Regions from separate parts of the Mus musculus genome. Here regions 2, 3, 4, 5, 6 and 7 are each linked to region 1. A link is a contact called in public HiChIP or PLAC-seq, Micro-C and promoter capture Hi-C data. All regions are on one chromosome and are shown on one strand. Each heading gives the region's core, a stretch centred on a gene start, on an enhancer-like site or on the middle of the called end of the contact. The rest is flanking DNA. Distances are from core to core; before and after follow the strand shown.

Evidence for each region. Promoter capture Hi-C pulls out the DNA fragments that hold promoters and counts their contacts. Hi-C and Micro-C count contacts between places; a contact is called where the count stands out from the background. HiChIP or PLAC-seq counts read pairs in DNA pulled down with a chosen protein or histone mark. Capture Hi-C pulls out chosen DNA fragments and counts their contacts.
Region 2: a contact with region 1 is called in a promoter capture Hi-C map of adipose tissue. The contact joins the promoter of Zbtb38 here to the promoter of Tfdp2 in region 1. A contact is called at or near these places in 7 of 39 promoter capture datasets (the 3T3-L1 cell line, the C10 cell line, hippocampal neurons and 3 more), 1 of 115 datasets of contacts at active chromatin or transcription factors (embryonic forebrain) and 3 of 9 other capture datasets (adipose tissue, liver and macrophages).
Region 3: a contact with region 1 is called in an H3K27ac HiChIP or PLAC-seq map of T-cell acute lymphoblastic leukemia, with 6 times the contacts expected there. The contact joins the enhancer-like site here to the promoter of Tfdp2 in region 1. A contact is called at or near these places in 8 of 39 promoter capture datasets (the 3T3-L1 cell line, the HPC-7 cell line, cranial neural crest and 3 more) and 5 of 115 datasets of contacts at active chromatin or transcription factors (T-cell acute lymphoblastic leukemia, bone marrow-derived macrophages, embryonic stem cells and 2 more).
Region 4: a FOXA1 HiChIP or PLAC-seq map of pancreatic cancer cells shows a contact between it and region 1. The contact joins the promoter of Slc25a36 here to the promoter of Tfdp2 in region 1.
Region 5: a contact with region 1 is called in a promoter capture Hi-C map of erythroid cells, with 25 times the contacts expected there. The contact joins the promoter of Paqr9 here to the promoter of Tfdp2 in region 1. A contact is called at or near these places in 1 of 39 promoter capture datasets (erythroid cells) and 1 of 115 datasets of contacts at active chromatin or transcription factors (astrocytes).
Region 6: a promoter capture Hi-C map of pre-B cells shows a contact between it and region 1, with 4 times the contacts expected there. The contact joins the promoter of C430002N11Rik here to the promoter of Tfdp2 in region 1. A contact is called at or near these places in 2 of 39 promoter capture datasets (cranial neural crest and pre-B cells) and 1 of 115 datasets of contacts at active chromatin or transcription factors (pancreatic cancer cells).
Region 7: a contact with region 1 is called in a Micro-C map of embryonic stem cells, with 3 times the contacts expected there. The contact joins the promoter of Pxylp1 here to the promoter of Tfdp2 in region 1. A contact is called at or near these places in 2 of 39 promoter capture datasets (the C10 cell line and pre-B cells), 1 of 15 datasets of contacts at CTCF or cohesin (the NIH/3T3 cell line), 1 of 484 Hi-C or Micro-C datasets (embryonic stem cells), 3 of 115 datasets of contacts at active chromatin or transcription factors (the SCID.adh cell line, large pre-B cells and memory CD8 T cells) and 1 of 9 other capture datasets (liver).

What each region holds. Positions count from the first base shown.
Region 1 is chr9:96,194,999-96,197,698 of GRCm38.p6, forward strand. Tfdp2 (transcription factor Dp 2) reads left to right here and starts at 1,277. Exons shown (of 13, transcript NM_001184706.1): 1 at 1,277-1,562.
Region 2 is chr9:96,718,496-96,721,195 of GRCm38.p6, forward strand. Zbtb38 (zinc finger and BTB domain containing 38) reads right to left here and starts at 1,355. Exons shown (of 3, transcript NM_001359959.1): 1 at 1,291-1,355.
Region 3 is chr9:96,799,051-96,801,750 of GRCm38.p6, forward strand. No RefSeq gene overlaps it. Among named protein-coding and RNA genes, the nearest start is that of C430002N11Rik, 35 kb to the left of the region's middle. Within about 2 kb of position 1,286, at least 61 of the 459 cell types and tissues checked have an H3K27ac peak or open chromatin away from gene starts, as enhancers often do. A contact at or near this core is called in the HPC-7 cell line, T-cell acute lymphoblastic leukemia, bone marrow-derived macrophages and 2 more, where this site is marked.
Region 4 is chr9:97,109,615-97,112,314 of GRCm38.p6, forward strand. It overlaps Slc25a36 (solute carrier family 25, member 36), which reads right to left and starts at 1,427. Exons shown (of 7, transcript NM_138756.4): 1 at 1,297-1,427. The coding sequence starts at 1,337.
Region 5 is chr9:95,558,296-95,560,995 of GRCm38.p6, forward strand. It overlaps Paqr9 (progestin and adipoQ receptor family member IX), which reads left to right and starts at 1,339. Exons shown (of 1, transcript NM_198414.3): 1 at 1,339-2,700. The coding sequence starts at 1,664.
Region 6 is chr9:96,764,150-96,766,849 of GRCm38.p6, forward strand. C430002N11Rik (RIKEN cDNA C430002N11 gene) reads left to right here and starts at 1,413. Exons shown (of 5, transcript NR_102296.1): 1 at 1,413-1,529.
Region 7 is chr9:96,888,195-96,890,894 of GRCm38.p6, forward strand. Pxylp1 (2-phosphoxylose phosphatase 1) reads right to left here and starts at 1,280. Exons shown (of 6, transcript NM_001289647.1): 1 at 1,165-1,280.

The DNA of each region.
Region 1 (2,700 bases), core at 27-2,526:
TTTTTTCTGTCTGCTTGCCTTAGTTTCTACCTATGTACATCATCATTTTTTGAGAAAGGATCTCACTGTTATCTATCTATCTATCTATCTATCTATCTATCTATCTATCTAATGTTTTTGAGAAAGGATCTCATGTAGACTCAGTTGGTCTAAACTCCCGACTCTGCCACCCAGACCATGAGCTGACACTCTGGGGCTGGTATTTACATCAATAGCCCCCTCTCAGAGTTGTTTCCCTTATCACACCACTGAATTTTTTTTTAAAGAACTTTAAGAAGCATCTTTCCTACCTCACTGGAACATAAGCTCAATTATGCCAAGAATTTTTGTCTCTTTTGTACACACAGCCCTAGCATCATAAATAGTATTTGGCTCATAGAGCTATGAGGAAATTAAAATGAAAAAGATCAAAGTATTTTAAAGTCGGATTTTCTTATCTTACTTCCAAACGTCCACATTAGCTACAGTTCATACAGGATCCATGCACTTGAAAGGGGGAAACACCTTTTTTTGGAGGGGTGGGGGCAGGGTCAAAGTGTCTAGCCCTGGCTGGCTCAGAACTCACTGTGTTGACTAGGCTGGCCTTAGACTTAAAGAGATATGCTAGTGTCTGCCTCAGGAGTGCTGGGGTTAAAGACATGAGCCACTAAGCCAACCTGAATTTCTTAATAAATGACTGGGTATTTGAGAGTGTGTGCCTCCAACTTTTTCGGTTCAACTTCGAAATTAAGGCATCTGGCCTTAATTTATTGCTACACTTTCCCAGGAATTGAAGCATGACCAACCTCCACAGTGGTCCACGTGTGGCCTCAGGGTCACTTATCCCTCTGCCTTCCGAGTGTTCCTGGAGCAGTGGCCCATCAGAGGTCTATGGTCCAGATGTAAGGACCTAGTTCCGGTTTCTTTCCGAGAGATGGGATGGAAAAGAGAACCATACTTTAGAGCTGAGAGAAGCGAGGTGGTGGGTGGAGGTGAGGAGAGGGGCTGATGTGGTGGAGGGGGAAGGGCGAGCCTGGCTGCCCTCTAGGTGGCAGGGGTCCAGCGGCAGGCAGAGCCTCAGGGCGGCCCCTAGCGGAGAGTGGCTTTGGAGGTCAAAAGACCAGGGCAGGCTCCCGCAAGCCCGCCGCCCACCTCCGCCTCTGGCCCTGGGGGCGAGCCTGGGGGCGGGTTTTGTTTACTCCCTACACGCACTGCGGCCCGGCCAATCCGTGGAGAGCGTCGGCGCGCGTCATGCCAGCCGAGGGCCAATCGGCGCTCACCGTGCTGCTCCGCCGCCAAAGCGAGCGCGGGGGAAGCGGCGCCGCCGCGGCCGTGTCGCTGAGGGCGGACGGCGTCGGGCGCGCTGGGCTGTGCGGCCGTCGCTGCCTGGCACGCGGGGCGCGCCTTGACCCTTCCTGCACTGCAGGCTTCCGACGCGCGCGAAGACCGCGGCTGCGCGGCCGGGAGCTTGCTCCGAGCGGACCTGGCTCTGCCTGAGGAGCGGCGGCTCGCGAAGAAGCGTCTCCCCGGGAGTGGGCCGAGGGCTGTGTGGACCGGCGGCGGCCCCTCTGCACCAAGCTGCGGTAAGGTCCCGGAAAGGGCGCGGGCCTGCGCGCCAGGGGCCTTTGGACCGGGCGTGGCCCCCCGCCGGCCGGCTCTCCCCTGCCCTGTCCCGGGAGTCTCAGCTTGTCCTCAGGATTTCTCTGCAGCGGGGCCAAGCAACCCTGGAATACCTGATGAGGCTCCGGAGCCCGCGGGCTCGCCATCACCCGGGATCAGGAAGGGCAAGGGCTGACTTGGGCTTCTCACTCAGATCTTCTGACTTTCCCTCCTCCCTTCGTGATCCACCATCCTCCAGTCTGTTTCTGCGGGGTGCTTTTGCAGAGTTCCAAAGCTCTCCCTACCTGGAAGACCCCCAGGTTCCCCCAAGAGAACTTTTCCTTTCAAGTAGAGGTTACTTTCTCGGCCCAAGTTCTGGGAGGAATTCTGCACAAGGCCCTGGTTGCTGTGCACAGAGCAGCGGGAAAGTGACTGTGGGCTCCGCCGAGAGGTGGCACAGTGAAGTGCGTGGACACTCACTCGCCCGTGTTCCGGTGCTTTGTGTGGGCTCAGTTTGTTCATCTGTGAGCCACATCTGCCTATGCGAGGACGGGGAGGGTGTTGGGAGAGAGAAAAGGGCTAATCTCCGGAATGCACTTGAAACAAAGCTCACTTCTACTAAATGCATAACGTAACCCTGGATGCTGGAGGAGACTCTGGACCCCATGTTGTTTCACCTTTTCGGCTGAAATCGTTACCAGGCTTGTAGCCTGGCCTAGCAAAATGTTTACTTTGCATTCTTTTTCCATAGCATTCGTTGAAAGTACCTTTGAGCCTTTGGCGACTTCTGTCTTTCCTCCTTTCATCTCAAGGGGCTCCAACCCCTTATCCTGCCTCCTCTAGGCCAGCAGTTCTCAACCTTCCTAATGCTGTGACCTGACCCCAACCATAAAAGCATTTTGTTGCTACTTCATAACTGTAATTTTGCTACTGTTATGAATTGCAATGTAAATATTTAGGTTTTCCGATGGTCTTAGGCAAGAACGACTCCCTTTAGAAAGGGGTCATGACCCACAGGTTAGAAAACACCCCTCTACAGAGCCAGCTGCTGTGTTTCATTTGACTTAGAATTTTTCTGGGTCATTTGTTTTCTGTTCTCCTAATGGTTTGAAGTCATCGTAA
Region 2 (2,700 bases), core at 105-2,604, 520 kb after region 1:
TGAGGTGCCTTTAGGACATCGGGAACTCCACCAAGTGCTCTCAGCGGATGGGTAAATCTCCGTAACACCCCTCAGCTGTAGGGAACAGTTCCCCATTTTACAGCTGCAAACAGTGCCGTGAACCTGTTTCTGGAGGTCACCCTGGGTGAGTGTCGGGATTCAAACCCAGGTTAACATCAGCACAAACCCAGTCTGATTTGGGTGCAAAATCCCCACCACAGAACGCTAAATTGGAGTCTTAAAGGCTTTTTTGACAGTGACCCATTTTATTACAAATGATGTTATATAAGCCAAAGGCTTCATTAAACTATGCTTATCTGTACTGTGTGCAACGGTTACTTTTTCTAGTCTTTTCGCACTATATATTCTAATCTTTTCAAAATTTTCAGCAATGACCCATCAAAGGAATTCTAATGCGTGTTTGGTCCTGGAAAAACACTGGTAGAAGGCCTATCATCCTAGCAGTCAGTCAACCGCTGCAAGTGGCAAGTTCGAAACCAGCTTGGGCTAACCTATTAACCATTCTAGGCTCCTTAACCAGACCCTGTCACAAAACACAAACTCTGCTCTTTGATCTTAGCTACTGTAAGACGCTATAAGTTTCTCTGAAACCACAACAAAACGAGTCTTTCCAGCCACGCGAACCAGAGCAAGCACTTGAGCTTCCCAATTAGGTGAATGCCCTTTAACCTTTCAAATATGCATACGCAACATAAACGGTTATCATTTAGAACCGATCATTACAAGGGTTTTCCAATCAGGCCCAATATCCAGAATGGGAACCAGGCACTTACCCACCGCAAAGCAGGAGTTATAAAGTGGAAGCGCAGACAGATTAAAATCTCAGGTTATTTATCAGCTAACCTGCAAAGAGGTGTCTAAAGGCTGACTGTTGAATTGTCCCAACGGACAGACGGCTGCAGCAAGCAGGAGCAGGAGGCCAAGGCTGCAACCCCTGGAGGCAGGGCCCTGCCTTTGAACATCCGGTTCAATTCCAGGGGCTTGGTGTCGCACTAGGATCTCATCGCGAACGGGTAGGGTCAGGAAGCAGCCCGGGTTTGCGCTTCACCGGAGGGGAGGCGCGACAGTCCCGAGCCCCAGGTGCGCGTCACTCCCCGCTGCCCCCCTGCAGCCGAGCCTGGTGGGGCGGGACGCGGGCACCTGCGGACGCTGGCTGCTCCGTAGGCTCCGCTCCGCTCCGCGTCCGCTGCAGCCCGGCGCGAGCGCTGCCCACCGGCTCCCGCCTCCCCACCTCCACGCCCCGGAGTCGCGCGGACCCCGCGCACTTACGGGGCTCCGCTCCGCCGCCCGCGCGCTTCCCGCGGGGTCCATGGCGCTTCCGGACCTGCGAGTCCGGCCGCAGCGCCGCCCAGAAAATGGACGCCGGCGGCTGGGCCCGGACGCCCCGGTCTGCCCCTGGTGCAGTGCAGGCCGGACGGTCGCTCGACCTCGGGCGCCGACGCGCAGGGCTTCCGGGACGCTGCAGGCCGCGAGGCTCCCGCACCCCCCGGCGCCACTGCGGCAGAGCCAGGCTCGCACAGATGCTGCGCAGCCACCGAGCAGGCCCCGGGCACCCTATGCAGTTTTAACCCGCACCAAATTCTGAGAACAGGGTGTCACCTGTGCTTTCTCATGGCTGTCAGGGGACGCCTGGATTATTTCCCACCATGGTATAAGAACTGTTTCATGCAATGAAAAAAATAAAAGCCACCGACTGCCCGCTGACATCCTTCCCACACAGATTCGCAGTGTGGCACCTACTGCCCCACGCACACCTAAGTGCAGGTGTTTGTTTTGAACCATCCAGCATTGAGTCTTTAGTATTTTTTGTTTGTTTTTAGTTTTTGATTTTGTGTGTGTGTGTGTGTGTGTGTGTGTGTGTGTGTGTCCTTTGGAAAACGACTCGCTCCCTGGCAAAACCTTAAGGTTTTGAAAAAGGGTATTTTCCTGGAATACAGTACTTGCCATTTATGCACCCCAGTTCCTTGACCAAACATTAAGAATATGATCATTTTGGTGAGCTGAGTAGATTTTTAATACTATATGCAAAGTAAAGCCCCATAAACGATGCAGGAAGAATGGTGTCACTTAAAAAAATGCAGAGTTGTGAAGGCTGACAGGTTGGGCAACGTGCATACACATGTAACGAGCAGTTCCCGACCTTCTCGATGCCAAACACCCTTTTATTCTCTCGCTCCATAGGCCAGTGTTCACAGATTAACTCCACTAAACTGCATGTATTAAGTAATGATTCATCTTCCCCTTAAAAAAAAAGGGAGCTTGAATGTTTTTGTCTACATAACTGCCAATGAGAACTTCCACAAGACCTGATCTAACTTGTTGGCAATGGTAGATACCAGCCTTAAAAAACAAAACTGAAGAAACTCGTGGTCTAATTGCCTGTTTGTGTTTCCATTGAGGCTTTTAGAAACTCTGAAGATGATTTTAAAATTCGGGAAAACTGGTGCACAAAGACTGGGAAGTCTGTAAGCTGTATGGCTGTGGCTGATTCCCTGGGACCGGTGGGAGGTAGCGGGCAAGGTTGGTTGGCCTTCTGGATTCAGCAGGCCTGTGTTGACAGCCTAGGTTTGTTGCTATGTACGGCCACTTCTCTGACCTTCAGCTTTGGTACCTAACATGCAATATGTTTTAGTATTAATGTCTACCTCCTAGGTGATTTTTTTAAATTGAATTAAATAA
Region 3 (2,700 bases), core at 36-2,535, 600 kb after region 1:
AACAACAACAACAACACTTTTTTTTTTGTAACCTAATGCATACTTACCGGCTTGCTCGTCACAGCTTGCTTAGCTTACTCTCTGATAGAACCCAGGATCACCATCCCAAGGATGGAACCATCTAAAATGAGCTGGGCCTTTCCCCCATCAATCACTAATTAAGAAATGTCCCTACAGCTGGGTCCTATGGGGGCATTTTCTCAATTGAGGTACCTGCTTTTTCAGATGACTCTAGCTTGTGTCAAGTTAACATAAAAACTAGCCAGCACATTAGTCCCCAGAAATCCGTGCCTACCTCATCCACACCTAATCCTTGTCTTGTGGAAGAATTCTACTAATGTTGATGTCAGGGTTCAGGAGGCACCCCTTGTTGGCATTTAGCTCTAATCTACTCTGACAGACACAGATGCGTCGACTGGAGCTGCTCCTTCCTATCTATCCACAGATGGCTCCACAGACCCTCGACAGCAAGGAAACAGCCAACTCTCCTAAGACTGGACCAATAGTCCATACCCATACTCCTGTTTCCTAGAGACATGTCGCCCCAAAGTCAGTAGGAAATAGCTAAAGATCACTACGATCCTATTCCTGTTCCACCATTGCCTATTTCTATTTTTTCCTTAATTAAACCAAAATGGGGGAATGTTGGCATTTAGTATAGGCTCTGCCCCATGGTTGCCTGGCAACAGTCAGGTGTGCCTGACTCACTATAAAGGGGGTTGCTTGCCCCCTCCTCACCTTCTTACTCTCCTGTCCCTCTCCACCCTCTCCCCTCTCTCTTCCCGTGCTCATAACTGGACTCTATTCCTCTTCTCTCTCTCTCTCTCTCTCTCTCTCTCTCTCTCTCTCTCTCTCTCTCTCTCTGCCTTTCTCTGACACTAGCCTTTTTCTCAGCTCCCCTCCCCCATACCCTGAATAAACTCTGTTCTATACTATAGAGTGGCATGGTTCCACTGAGGCACCCCCTTCCCCCACGCCTGACTGCACTTCCACCAAACATATTCCTTCTCTCTTTATTTTTTATAAAACACACCACCACAAAAGGGCTTTCATGGTCTTGAACAAGAGCTTGAGCAGAGACACACAATGTAGCAGCAGAGGTTTAAGATACACCTCCATGGGAGGAGGCAGGTCTGACCAAAGGAGAATTCAGTCGTTCACTGCTGCACAAGAAAGGGGTTCTTATGTTAAAATATGGGCTTTTGGGGTCATTGGCACAACACGAGATTTTCAGTGTATGCATTTGATGCCATCTAGAGGTGAGGAACGGATTGATTTTCTTTGCAAATTAGTGACTAACAGGTGGCAGGGGTTGTGGGTGAGGGTGGGGTTGGGAGTGTTGCTGGAATGTCTTGAGGAAGCCACCATATGATAGCCATGAGATTTGTGTCCCCTCTCGGGAGTCTTGGTCTCTTTATTAGAAGAAGTTAGGAATGGCCCTGAGAAGGCTGGGCTGGTTCCATGACAGACTTCAAAGTGACAGTTAAGGAGACAAGGCCTAAGAACTGGGCAAGTTCAGGCAAGCCCAGGCAAGTCAATTACTAATAGAAAAACCCCAGGCTCCAGCCTTCACGCCCCATAATGGTTCTGGAATGCCTAGAGTTAAAGAGAAAGCTCACCTACCCCAGAATTCCTCAGCAAATGCCTAGAGATATTGTTAGCATCCTGTCTAAGCTCCACCCCACAGTTACCTGGCAACAGCCAGGTAGGTCTGACCCACTATAAGAGGGGCTGCTTGCCTCTCTCTCTCTCTCTCTCTCTCTCTCTCTCTCTCTCTCTCTCTCTCTCTCTCTTTCTCTCTCTCTCTCCTCTCTCTCTATCTCTCTATCTCTCTCTTGTTCTCTTCCCTTCTTGCTCCCTCTAGGTCCCCTCACCCTTTTCCCCTTCTCTTCACCATTCCCTTCCCCCTCTCTCCATGTGCTCATGACTGGCTTCTCTTCTTTCTCTCTTCTCTCTTCTCTCTTCTCTCTCTCTCTCTCTCTCTCTCTCTCTCTCTCTCTCTCTCTCTGCCTCTACTACCCTCTTAACTCCCCTCCTCATACTCTGAATAAACTCTATTCTATACTATACTGTCATGTGGCTGGTCCCTCATGGGGAAGGGATGCCTGCTGAGATGTCCCCCTCCCCCATACCTCACCACACCCCCACAGAGCATACCCCTTCTCTCTTTATCTTCTTATAAACACATCAGATATAGCAAGATAAAGCTCATTTGTCCTGGAATTTCAGTGTGCTTTAAATCGAGCCTGGGAGCTCACTTGGTTGTCTGTCTGGTAATGGGAGACCCCAGCATGCTGGACTTCCGCAGAATAAAACACTCTTTGCGTTTACATACTATTTGAGTCCCGGAAAGGGAAGCTTGAGGGTAATTTATTAGAGTTTGAAAAGAAAAAGTCCCAGGCAGGCAGGCATAACTCTGGCAGCTGCCTATCTGGAGAAAAATGAAGACAATGGGGTAAGAAGTTACGCCAGCGTGGCAGTCAACTCAGGCAGGCAGTCCCACGGTGGAAGCCAGCGTGGGGGTCAGTCACAGGCAAGTAGGCAATCACATGGCCGGGAAGGGAGTTATAGAGAAAGAATAGGGGTGTCCAAAGTACCAGGGAGTGTAAAAGGCTCTGGGTAGCATCCCAAAGAAAAAGAGAGAAGAAAGGAAAAGTTATGATCTCTGAATGAGGACTCAGATTGGTAGAGTGAGCCAGG
Region 4 (2,700 bases), core at 177-2,676, 910 kb after region 1:
AGGCAGAGACAGGCGGATTTCTGAGTTCGAGGCCAGCCTGGTCTACAGAGTCAGTTCCTGGACAGCCAGGGCTACACAGAGAAACCCTGTCTCGAAAAACAAAAACAAAACAACAGAAAAAAAAATGTTCTAAGGGCCCGAGGATGGAGCCCAGTGGCAGAGAACTTGACTAGCAGGTGCCAAGTACAGGTACTGCAGAAATTAAATTAGCCCTTTACTGGCAGGAAGCATTTTAGAAACACAAAAGGCAAACTGCTCCTCATAAAATTAGTAGTTGCTTTAATGGCAGAATAGTGGACCGTTCAAAATTGGTGAATCATAAATGTTGAATGAAATGTGTGACAACAATGTAAAGTACTGTCATATTGGCAACAGAATCTCCACACATTAACTCAAAGCAAACAACCATGCAAAGAATGCATACATATATGTATGTATCCCTTAAAGTGGCTGATCCAAGAATCAAACCACCAAACTTTAAAATACTACTTTATTCTGTTATATAGGTTAAAAAGTTAATTCACCATAGCGATTTTTTGTGACAACTTTATAGTCTTGCAGGTAAAAGTCTTAACGTTGCTCTATTATTTCTCTAAATAACTGGGAAGGAACATATCGAATGGAGGAACAAACTTGGCTCAGCAAAATGGCTGTAGCTGGGGGATCAGCAAACCAGACTTCGGGCTCCACACTAATCCTGTACACATATATAATGATTTCATTTAGTAGTCGCCTTCTCTCAAACCATCCATACCCCTTCTCCAAAGCAGGCAGTGCTGAAGGGTCGGGGGGGGGGGGGAGGGGGTTGCCTTCCCATCTCAAGAAAAGAAAAGAAAAGAAAAGAAAAGAAAAGAAAAGAAAAGAAAAGAAAAGAAAGAGAGATTGATTGATTTCAAAGTCACTGCCACTTTTGCACCATCTCCCGCAAACCGGGGCAGGCAAGGGAGAGAAAATTTTCCGAAGCTGGAAATAACCTCTGCGCACCGCGGGCGAGCACTGCAACGCCTTCCCCGCCGGCTACGACGCCGGCCAGCAGCAAAGGCGCAGCGGCGGCCGGAAACAAGGTCGCCCGCGAACGTGGGCAACGTGAGGCCCAGTCGTGCGGGACGGGGAGGCCGAGCCTGCTCCCATTTTGTCGCCATGGCCGAGCCTCCTCCGCGAGGTCCGGGTCCGTGTGCCTCCGCTGTCGCGCAGTACCGGACGAGCTAGGCCGCGACTCACGCCCTGCCCCCGCCCAGGCTCGGCGTGGCCTTCGCAGGCCCGTGGCCTCCAGCCCGCGCGCCCCAGCGACCTTACCCCCCGGCAAACAGATGCACCAGCGTGTCCCTCTGGCTCATTCTCTCTTCTGCATGTCCTCCGGGAGTAGAGGCGGGACGCGGACCCAGCAGGCCGCCACGGCCAGCGGCGAGGGCCAAGAAGGGGGACGCAAGGGAGTGGGCGGAGCCGCCGCTGCGGAAGGCCACCCGCGAACCCACCCCACGGGGTTCCTGCTCCAGCGAGCTCCGTCGGACTGCGCAGTGAGAGTCGTGAGGAGTCGGAGGTCCCTACATAAACAGAAGCTCCTATTGGCTTAGGCCGCGTGACGTCACGAGGTTCGCACGCCTCTTTCACGTGATCGCCCAGGGGGCTCTTCAATGAAGGGCCGTGGGGCAGGACGGGAATGCTTGCTGGTGCGTAGTGGGTCGGCTCGCACTCTCATCCGATGCGCTGATCAGCAGGTCGCTCAGCCCTCGCCACTTAACCTGCGCTGGCCGGCTCTTGACGATCTAGGATAAAACCCTAGCGGCCCAGGGCCACAGCAAGTTTTTGGGTTTAGAACTGAGCCTTTCTGTTTCCCCGTGTTTGCCTTGGAAATCACTTGTGCGAATATACTCGCTTGCACTCTCACAAACAGCACGGCATTAAACATGATCATTAAACATAAGCGTTAAATTGGGATCTGTTGTGGAGTGGCGAGATAAATCGGGTTTTTTTGGTTTTTTTTTTTTGTTTGTTTTTTGTTTTTTGGTCAGGAAAGAGATGCAAAATCTCACTTTGAGACCAACCCTGGCTGCTCTCTGGGGCTTGCCCTCCAACTCAGAGACCTGTGCAAGCCTTAGACTCCCAAGTGAAGGGATTAAAGGCGGTCCACACTCTGTGGAACATTCCTGAGATGGAATGCTGACGGAGAATTCCTGACAGGTCTAAGGTAGAGTCACATGAGGGAAAAGTGTTCAATAAAAGGCAAGTAGATTAAAATGTGAAGGTTTACTACAGGAATAAACCAGCTACTTATTTTACTAATCAACACATTTCTTACATGTATATGTTGGACTAGGGAAAGTTTTCTTTCTCTAGAAAATGGCCATTATTTCAATTTTTTGTTAACTGCTTATTTGCAAGGTACAGATGAATCGTCAAAATAAAATAAATAGATATCAATATGCTAATCACACAGAAGGAACAGAAATATATCTCATTATTTCTTTCTCTTCATCCCCCTCCCCCATAAAACTGCCCTTCCATTTGCAGGGGCCCCATCACCCTTTCCAGCCCACATGAAATTTTCCAGAGCCACTTACGGGCACAACTTGACAAAATTCTAACTGCTTTAGCTCTCTCCGTGTTGTCCGGCAACTAAATTCCTACAAAACGTACAGACTGCAAATGTCCATGCCACTGTAAAGGACTGAGTGTGTAAATTACTTAAAGCATTTCAGC
Region 5 (2,700 bases), core at 89-2,588, 640 kb before region 1:
ACATGGCCATGGTGCCTCCATTTTCCTTATCTGCAAAATGGGGGAAAGAGTATCTAAGATATTTTAAAGCTGTAAGACATCAAGTGCCTAACACCTCAAAACTGTATGTATATCTTTGTTATACCAAGGTGAAGACTCCGGTCAGATGAAGCCACACCCGGAGTATCACTGAAAGATGGAACACGGTGAACATTTGAGACGTCACTGGGAGACCCCCATCTTGGAAGTCTAGGTTATGATATTTTTCACACCGCTGCTCATCACAAACCTCTGAACTCTTCAAGTCTCCTTTTCTTCGGGCCCCTTGCCTGAAGAAACTCATACTAGACCTGCCAGGTACTTCTAAGGTTAATTATGCATAGGTTTCTCTAAACCATCGATGCTAAGCCTCTAGGAACCCTCTCAACTCTCTTTTCTGGTTTGTTCTAGAAGACGCCTATAGTCTTCCCTCATCTGCTTCCTCCCGAGGCTCCTGCACAGCTCTGCTTGGGAAACCCTTTTTAATACATTCCCCGGCTCCTTAGAGGCGTTCTGAATCCCCAAACCATCATCTGAAACTGTTCCTGAAAATCCGTTGTCGAGCGCTCCTGAGCTCTTCATCGGATTCCTAGTTAAAGAAGCCACAGAGGAGTAAGCTGGGGCTTCCGAGTTGGTGAGTTGAGCTGAAGACCAGCTTGGGAATTGTCCCTTTAGGTCCCTTTAGACACCACAAAGAGAGAGAGGAGGAGGATAGTGACGCACCTGAATAGGTCCGCTAGAGTAAGGAAATAAACTAGGACTTGACGTGGATTGAGTAGGAGGGCAACACTCACACACACACACAGAGGGGGGCACACACACACTCACACACGGATGACAGACAGCAGAACAGAGAGGCAGGCAGCACCAGCTGTCTGACAACCGCCAAGCTCGGATTCGGACACCGTCTCTAAGCGGGTACCGCAGTGCCCTCCCTGACACCTCCGCAGGTTACAGTTAGAGCATCCCTCCGCCCAGCCCGGCTCCCCGCCCCCCACGAACTCGGGTCCCCAGTGTCCTCTAGAACGCCGGCGTGGCTGTCGCACTTCGAACCCCCTCGCCCACCCTTGCCCACCCTCTCGCCCTGGGCGCCGGCGGCCGCGTCTCTGGCCAGCCTCCGGCCCCGCATCAATCATTAACGCGGCGGCCCGAGCGGTCGCAGCCCGAGAAGGGGGGGATGGTAGGAGACGCAAGACAGGGGACACCTCCATCCCCCCGCCGCGGCGCAGACACCCTAACCCCGGGGGCCCCCGCCCTGCGCGGCGCCGCCCTCCCCCGCCAGCGCCTCGCGCACATCCCGCCTCCCGCCGCCCGCCCCGCGCGCACGATGCCCAGTCACCGCCGCGCCGCCGCCGCCGCCACCACCGCCACCACCGCCGCAGTCAGCCGCGCCACCGCCGCCACCGCAGCGCGGCCGGCCGCGGGCTGAGAGACCCGAGCGTGGCGAGGACGCCGCCGGCAAGCCGCGCGCGCAGCAGCAGCCTCCCGCCCGGTGCGCCGAGCCCCCGGAGCAGCCCGCTTCCAAGCCGAGGCCGCGTAGCCAACCTGCGGCCGCGGTCCCGCGCGCGCGCGCGCGCACAAAGGCTCCGACGGCGCCCGGCGCCCGCGGTGGCCTCGCGCGCGCCCTAGCTAAGCCCGGGGCACCATGCCGCGGCGCCTGCAGCAGCGGGGCGCCGGCGTGAAGGGACCGCCGGCCTCGACCTCCCGGCGCTCGCATCCCGCCTCCGCCTCCGCCCCCCGGAGCCCGCCGGCGGCCACGACCAAGCCGCTGCTGCGCTGGGACGAGGTGCCCGATGACTTCGTGGAGTGCTTCATCCTGTCCGGCTACCGGCGGCTGCCGTGCACCGCGCAAGAGTGCCTGGCCTCGGTGCTGAAGCCCACCAATGAGACGCTCAACTTCTGGACGCACTTCATCCCGCTGCTGCTGTTCCTCAGTAAGTTCTGCCGCCTCTTCTTCCTGGGCGGCAGCGATGTGCCCTTCCACCACCCCTGGCTGCTGCCGCTGTGGTGCTATGCGTCGGGGGTGCTGCTGACCTTCGCCATGAGCTGCACGGCGCACGTGTTCAGCTGCCTGTCGCTGCGCCTGCGCGCCGCCTTCTTCTACCTGGACTACGCTTCCATCAGCTACTATGGCTTCGGCAGCACCGTGGCCTACTACTACTACCTGCTGCCCAGCCTGAGCCTGCTGGACGCCAGGGTCATGACGCCGTATGTGCAGCAGCGCCTGGGCTGGCACGTGGACTGCACCCGCCTCATCGCGGTCTACCGCGCGCTCGTGCTGCCCGTGGCCTTCGTGCTGGCTGTGGCCTGCACCGTGGCTTGCTGTAAGAGCCGCACCGACTGGTGCTCCTACCCGTTCGCCCTGCGCACCTTCGTCTTCGTCATGCCGCTCAGCATGGCCTGCCCCATTATGCTAGAGAGCTGGCTCTTCGACCTGCGAGGCGAGAACCCCACACTCTTCGTGCACTTCTACCGCCGCTACTTCTGGCTGGTGGTGGCCGCCTTCTTCAACGTGAGCAAGATCCCTGAGCGCATCCAGCCGGGTCTCTTCGACATCATTGGCCACAGCCATCAGCTCTTCCACATCTTCACTTTCCTCAGCATCTATGACCAGGTGTACTACGTGGAAGAGGGCCTGCGCCAGTTCCTCCAGGCACCCCCTGCCGCGCCCACCTTCTCGGG
Region 6 (2,700 bases), core at 163-2,662, 570 kb after region 1:
TCTATAATCCAGTGTAATCCAGTGGTAAAGACAGATGTGAGGCAGATGTACACAAACAGCCATAACTTGAACATGGTTTGTTTGTTTGTTTGTTTGTTTGTTTTCTTTCCTTCTCCTGCTTCCTCCTCTCCCCACCACCTCGTCTTTTGGGGAAACTGATACTGGTTGTTCGGGGAGGTGACTTTTTTTTTTTTTTGTAGATTTCTTACCGTGTCAACTTTCGCATTTGGTTAGTAACAAGACAGATGGTCATTTTAGTAAGACATTTCTAGAACTCCTTATCTTTCTGTACCTTCCAGAGTCTGTGGGTTGGAGGAAGTTCTCTGATTTGGCCGAGATAGAGATGCAAACTGGAACAGGGTGGAGGTCAACCCCATGGCAAAGGGTTTAGCATCCCCTGAAAACAGAGAGGTTGAGAATTGGGTTGGAGGCCAAAGGTTGACTTGGATGGAAAGGAAAAAGGAGAGTAAGGAAAGGGAAATTGAGAAGCGAGTGATGGAGGCAGGAAGAGAGATCTAAGCATCCTTGGGAAGCCAGGGAATTGGGGGAAGGACTCTGGCCTATCTGAAGGAAGCCTTGCTGTGTGTCGCATTAGGGGACCCTTTCACCATGGGCCATACGATGCTACTTCTCAAGGTGCTCTGGTGTGAGTGTGTCCTTCAAGGTTTATAGTTCATAGTTGGAATCTTAATCCCCTATGCAGCAGTGTTGGGAAGTGAGGCCTTTGGAAGGTGTTTGAGTAATGAGGGCACAGCCTTCGTGAATGGATCAGTGCTGTTAGGAGAGAACATGAGAAAGGGAATTAGCTCTCTTGCTCCCCTGTCTTCTGCCACACGGAGATACAGAGGTCTCCACACTCTAAAGAAATTCAGGGTTCACGCTACCATCTTGGAAACAAAAAAACTATCCAAAAAATAGCCCTAACCAGTCAGTACCTTGATCTTAGACTCTACAGCCATCAGAACTGTGAGAATCACATTTCTAAATAAGTTGGCATGTCTGCGAAATTCTGTTAGAGCAGCACAAATGGTCTAAGACAAGAGGTCAGATTTTTACATTTTATTTATTTCTTTTCTTTTTTTTTTTTTTTTAATGAAAGCCATTAGTGAGACTGAAGGCAGTTCAGGTTTGGGGGTGTTATGTCCCCTTCTGTTTTACAGTCAGATTATATATCTCTGCATGTTTGACATCTGAGTTCATTGGCCTGAGTATGTCACAGTTAGCTTCAGTTGTTAACCTGACACACGGGAGGAGGGAACCTCAACTGGGGAATTGCCTCCATCAGAGTAGTCTGTGGCCAAGTCTGCAGAGCATTTCTCCTTGATTGCTAATTGGTGTAGGAGGGCTTGGTCCGCTGTGGGCGGTGCCAACACTGGGCGGGTGAGCATGAACTGTATAAGATAGGAGCTGAACAGCCCAGAACACAAGCCAGTAAGCAACACTCCCCAACAGCCTCTGCTTCAGCTCCTGCCTCCAGGCTTCTGCCTTGAGCTCCTGATCTGGCTTTTCTCAGTGATGGACTGTAACCGGTGAGCTGAAGTATACCATTTCCTCTTAACTGTAACCGGTGAGCTGAAGTATACCATTTCCTCTTAAAGTTGCTTTAGAGCATAGTGTTTCTCACAGAAACAGAAAGAAAACTAGGGCTATGGGGGGGGGAGGGGGGAAGGGGTATTATTTTAATGAGTGTAGCAGCGAGTGAGCCTGTTTGGTGTGGCTATTCTTCCACCTAAAGAATGCAGGCTTCATCTACTTTGTTCCTGCAGACCTTCGAGGTAAAGACATTCCCTTTTGTTTATTCCCTGATCTTCCCCCTGTTTCATGTCATGCCTGGAATCCGTTTGGCTTTAAGTTCCTCCTCAGCTCTTCTTACCCATGTGTACCCATCTTCCCTGACACCTCTCCATTGCTCTTCCTCTGCCAGTCTAGGCAAAACCCTTTTTAAGGACTGTTCTTGTCATTCTCACTTTTTAATGCATTTTCTTTTGACCTTGAAGCCCTCCCATTTACCCTTTATTCTAGATACATTCACCTAAACACAGGCTGACTCTCACTTATCCATTTTATAGAGTTTGGTTTTGAGAGTTCCAGTTATCAACTGTGGTTTTTCCCCCCATAATCTACACATACCTTAACTCAGATATTTGTTCATGTATCTCCAAGAGGAGTGGGGTGGTGTGTGTGTGTGTGTGTGTGTGTGTGTGTGTGTGTGTGTGTATCCCCAGATAACCAAGAGATTCCTCTCTTACTCCAATGGGTCTCTGAATGAAATGGCAACCCCTCTGTATTGGCCAGGGTTCTCTAGAGAAACAGAACTAATAGAATGAATGTGGCTTCTACTGATTATAGTCTGTGGTTCATCTAGTCTAACAATGACTGTCTACCAGCATCAAGTCCAAGAGTTCAGTAGATGTTCAGTCCACAAAGTTGGATATTTCAGATGGTCTTAAGTATATGCCAAAATACCAAAGTGTAGGCTCGAAAGCTAGTGGAGGAGCAAATGAGAGCAAAAGTTTCCTTCTTCCATGTCCTCCTCCCTCTCTCTCTATTATCTATCTATCTATCTATCTATCTATCTATCTATCTATCTATCTATCTATCTATCTATCTATCTACCTTTCTTTCTTTCTCTTTCTTTCTTTCTTTCTTTCTTTCTTTCTTTCTTTCTTTCTTTCTTTCTTTTCTTTCTTGCTAGCTAGC
Region 7 (2,700 bases), core at 30-2,529, 690 kb after region 1:
ACCACAGGGCACCAACACCTCTGAGGAGGGGGCTGGTGCCAAGCCCGACCGACAGTTCCAGAGGGTAGGCTGGGCTCATCACTGTCTAGTCCATAGTCAGGGTCCAGCCTGGGACTTGCCGCAAAGAGCAACAAATGTCCCTAAGCCATGGAACTCTCCCAGAGCCCCTCCTTGATCACTCACTCATCCCACATTTCCCTATCCACACCAGATCTGATCCAGATTCCTAACTGGTTTTTACCTGTTGAATGTTTAGGAAGCATCCTTGCCTTTCCACAAAGACACGGGCCCACCCTAGAGGGGACAGTTACGTTCCCAGAGCTGTGGTGAGAGAGTGGGGATGTGGCTCCATTTCCCCAGCATAGCTAAATCTTCCCCGATCCACAGGTACTACTGACAGCCAGTCACAGCAGCAAAGAAAACCTGCTCCATATTTGTGGGTAGCAAAGCCGGCTTCTTTTTAAGAAATCGCAACCTATCCAAGTTCACCAAGCAAAAGCAAGCAAAGAAGTAACCACACTGTCCTAAACAGAACACTGAGCAAGCATAACCTGCACGCGTGAAGTGGCCCTGGGCTGGGCCCAGGGTTCCTGCGCCGCAGGCAGCAGGTAGCTGGCGAAGCACCAGCCCCACCCCCGGGGCAGGCCCTGAAGTTGCAGCCCCTTTTTACCTGGACACTGCAGCTATGGGACAGCCGGGAGAAGGGGGACCCCGGAGCTCAGATTCCCGCTGAGTCGTTCAGCAGGAGCGCCTAGGCAGAATGGGACCCCGCTGGGGTGGCGGCGGGGACCGTAGGAGCAGAGCTGGGAGGGAGAGGCGAGCGGCAGGCAACCAGGAGGAGGTAGGCGTGGGAGGGCTTGAGGGAGAAAAGGGGGTGTGCGGGCAGGCTTCTAGGGTGCAGGGCTGAGAAAGGGGAGACGGATCGGAGGGCAGGGACCCCTCTCCAACGCGGGGAGGGTATGGGGAGAGGTGGCAACTGGGGAGCGCGTAGATAAGGGAAAGAGCTTGGTGGCAGGGCTCACACCCGCTGCTTGGAAGCCCGCCCCTGCCTCCGGATCTTGGCATCGCGGACACCTCTCCGGGGTCGCCCCCCAAGACCCTAGACACAAGCCCGCCTTGCGAGAAGCCTCACAACCGCTGGGACCCGGCGCGCACCACACTCACCGCCTACGGTCCCGGCCTCCGTCGCTGTGCGTAGGGATCTCCACCCGCAGCCAGCTCCTCCTGGCGGGAGTGCAGGCGGCGGTGGCGCGCGCAGGCCGCCAAACTCGGGGTTCCGCAGCGCCCCCTACCGGGACCGCCGGGTCCCTGCCCGGCCCGACGCGCTCAGGGCGCCCTGGAGCTCCGCCCCGCAGGCGGCCGTGCGGGACCAGCAGGCTGCGGCGACCCGCATCCCGGGCCTTGGAGGCACACATGGCCTGGAGTGTCCAAACAGTCATCCAGACAGGCTCCGGTCGCGCCGTCCGGGTCCGGGAAAGCGCGCGCACTCGGAGCGCACAGGGCCTATGCTCCTCCCTATGCCGGACTTAGGACCCGGGAGGGTGCCATGGCCCCAGGACACTGCCCTGGACCCGTCCCAGCCTTGGCTAGGGTGCTTTGTGACTGCGTGCCTAACTCCGCGCCGCGGATCTAGCTGCGGATGTGGGTCCTGCGGTGCCTCGTGGACTCAAAACTGGCATATCCTAGCCACCGTGCCACCTCCACCCAAGCGCCTGTCCCGCGCTTCTCTTCCGGCGCGGGCCACATCCGGCCTGTGTCTACTCTAGACCTGGCAGTAGTTTTGTCCCTAAAGGCCTGCAGGCATCCACCCTTGAGAGGTCGTGGCTGTGTCACGGGGGCGTTTCTGCATGACCCCAGGGCTGCCAGCCAAAGACCCGCGCAGCACTCGTTCTATAAAGCTGTGTTTGTGGGTCTTTTGTTGTTGTTGTTTCAAATGCTGTAAAAAAGGATCTCACCAACCACAATTGTGAGATTGCCTTTGTTGTCAGTTCTGGGACTACAGTGACACCCTTGTGCCTCTCTCAACTGCAAAAGAGGTGCGGTTTTGAGGGTAGCGCATCACTTGATTTTCCCTAACTCATTCGATAGTGACTAAATCAAAACACTTTATATTTTATCCATATTTTTACCTCCAATTTCTCCCCTCAAATCAGCTAGATTCTACTTCCCTAGCCTGCATTCCATTTACCCCCATGGTCCAGCCATCTGGAATGCCTTCTCTGTTCAATGCCTTGATGGCCAGCTGGCACTTGCCTGAGGACACTAGTTACTATCCCTCTCACCCAATTACCCAGGCTCAACACCACCTTCAGCCTGCTTATCCCTTCAGTACTAGCGACAGCTTTCTCCAATACGTGAGCATGAAATCTCACTCCCCGTTAAATTCCTACTTGGGCTGGCCCTCAAGGACCACCACAGTCCAGGCATCCTATCCAACACAGACTCTTCCTTCTCGCCACGGACTCTTGACAGTTCTGCTCTAATTCCAAGTTCCACTCCTTCACAAGTCACACAGGCTGCAGATGACAGACAACTCCATCCACACTAGCCCAAAGCAAAATACATACATACATACATACATACATACATACATACATACATACATACATACATCAGAAAAGGGGGTTAGGGCAGGGCTTGTCAGCTTCAGGCCTGGAACTTGACCCCAGATGCTCAGCTTTGCTTTCTCTCAAGTCTACT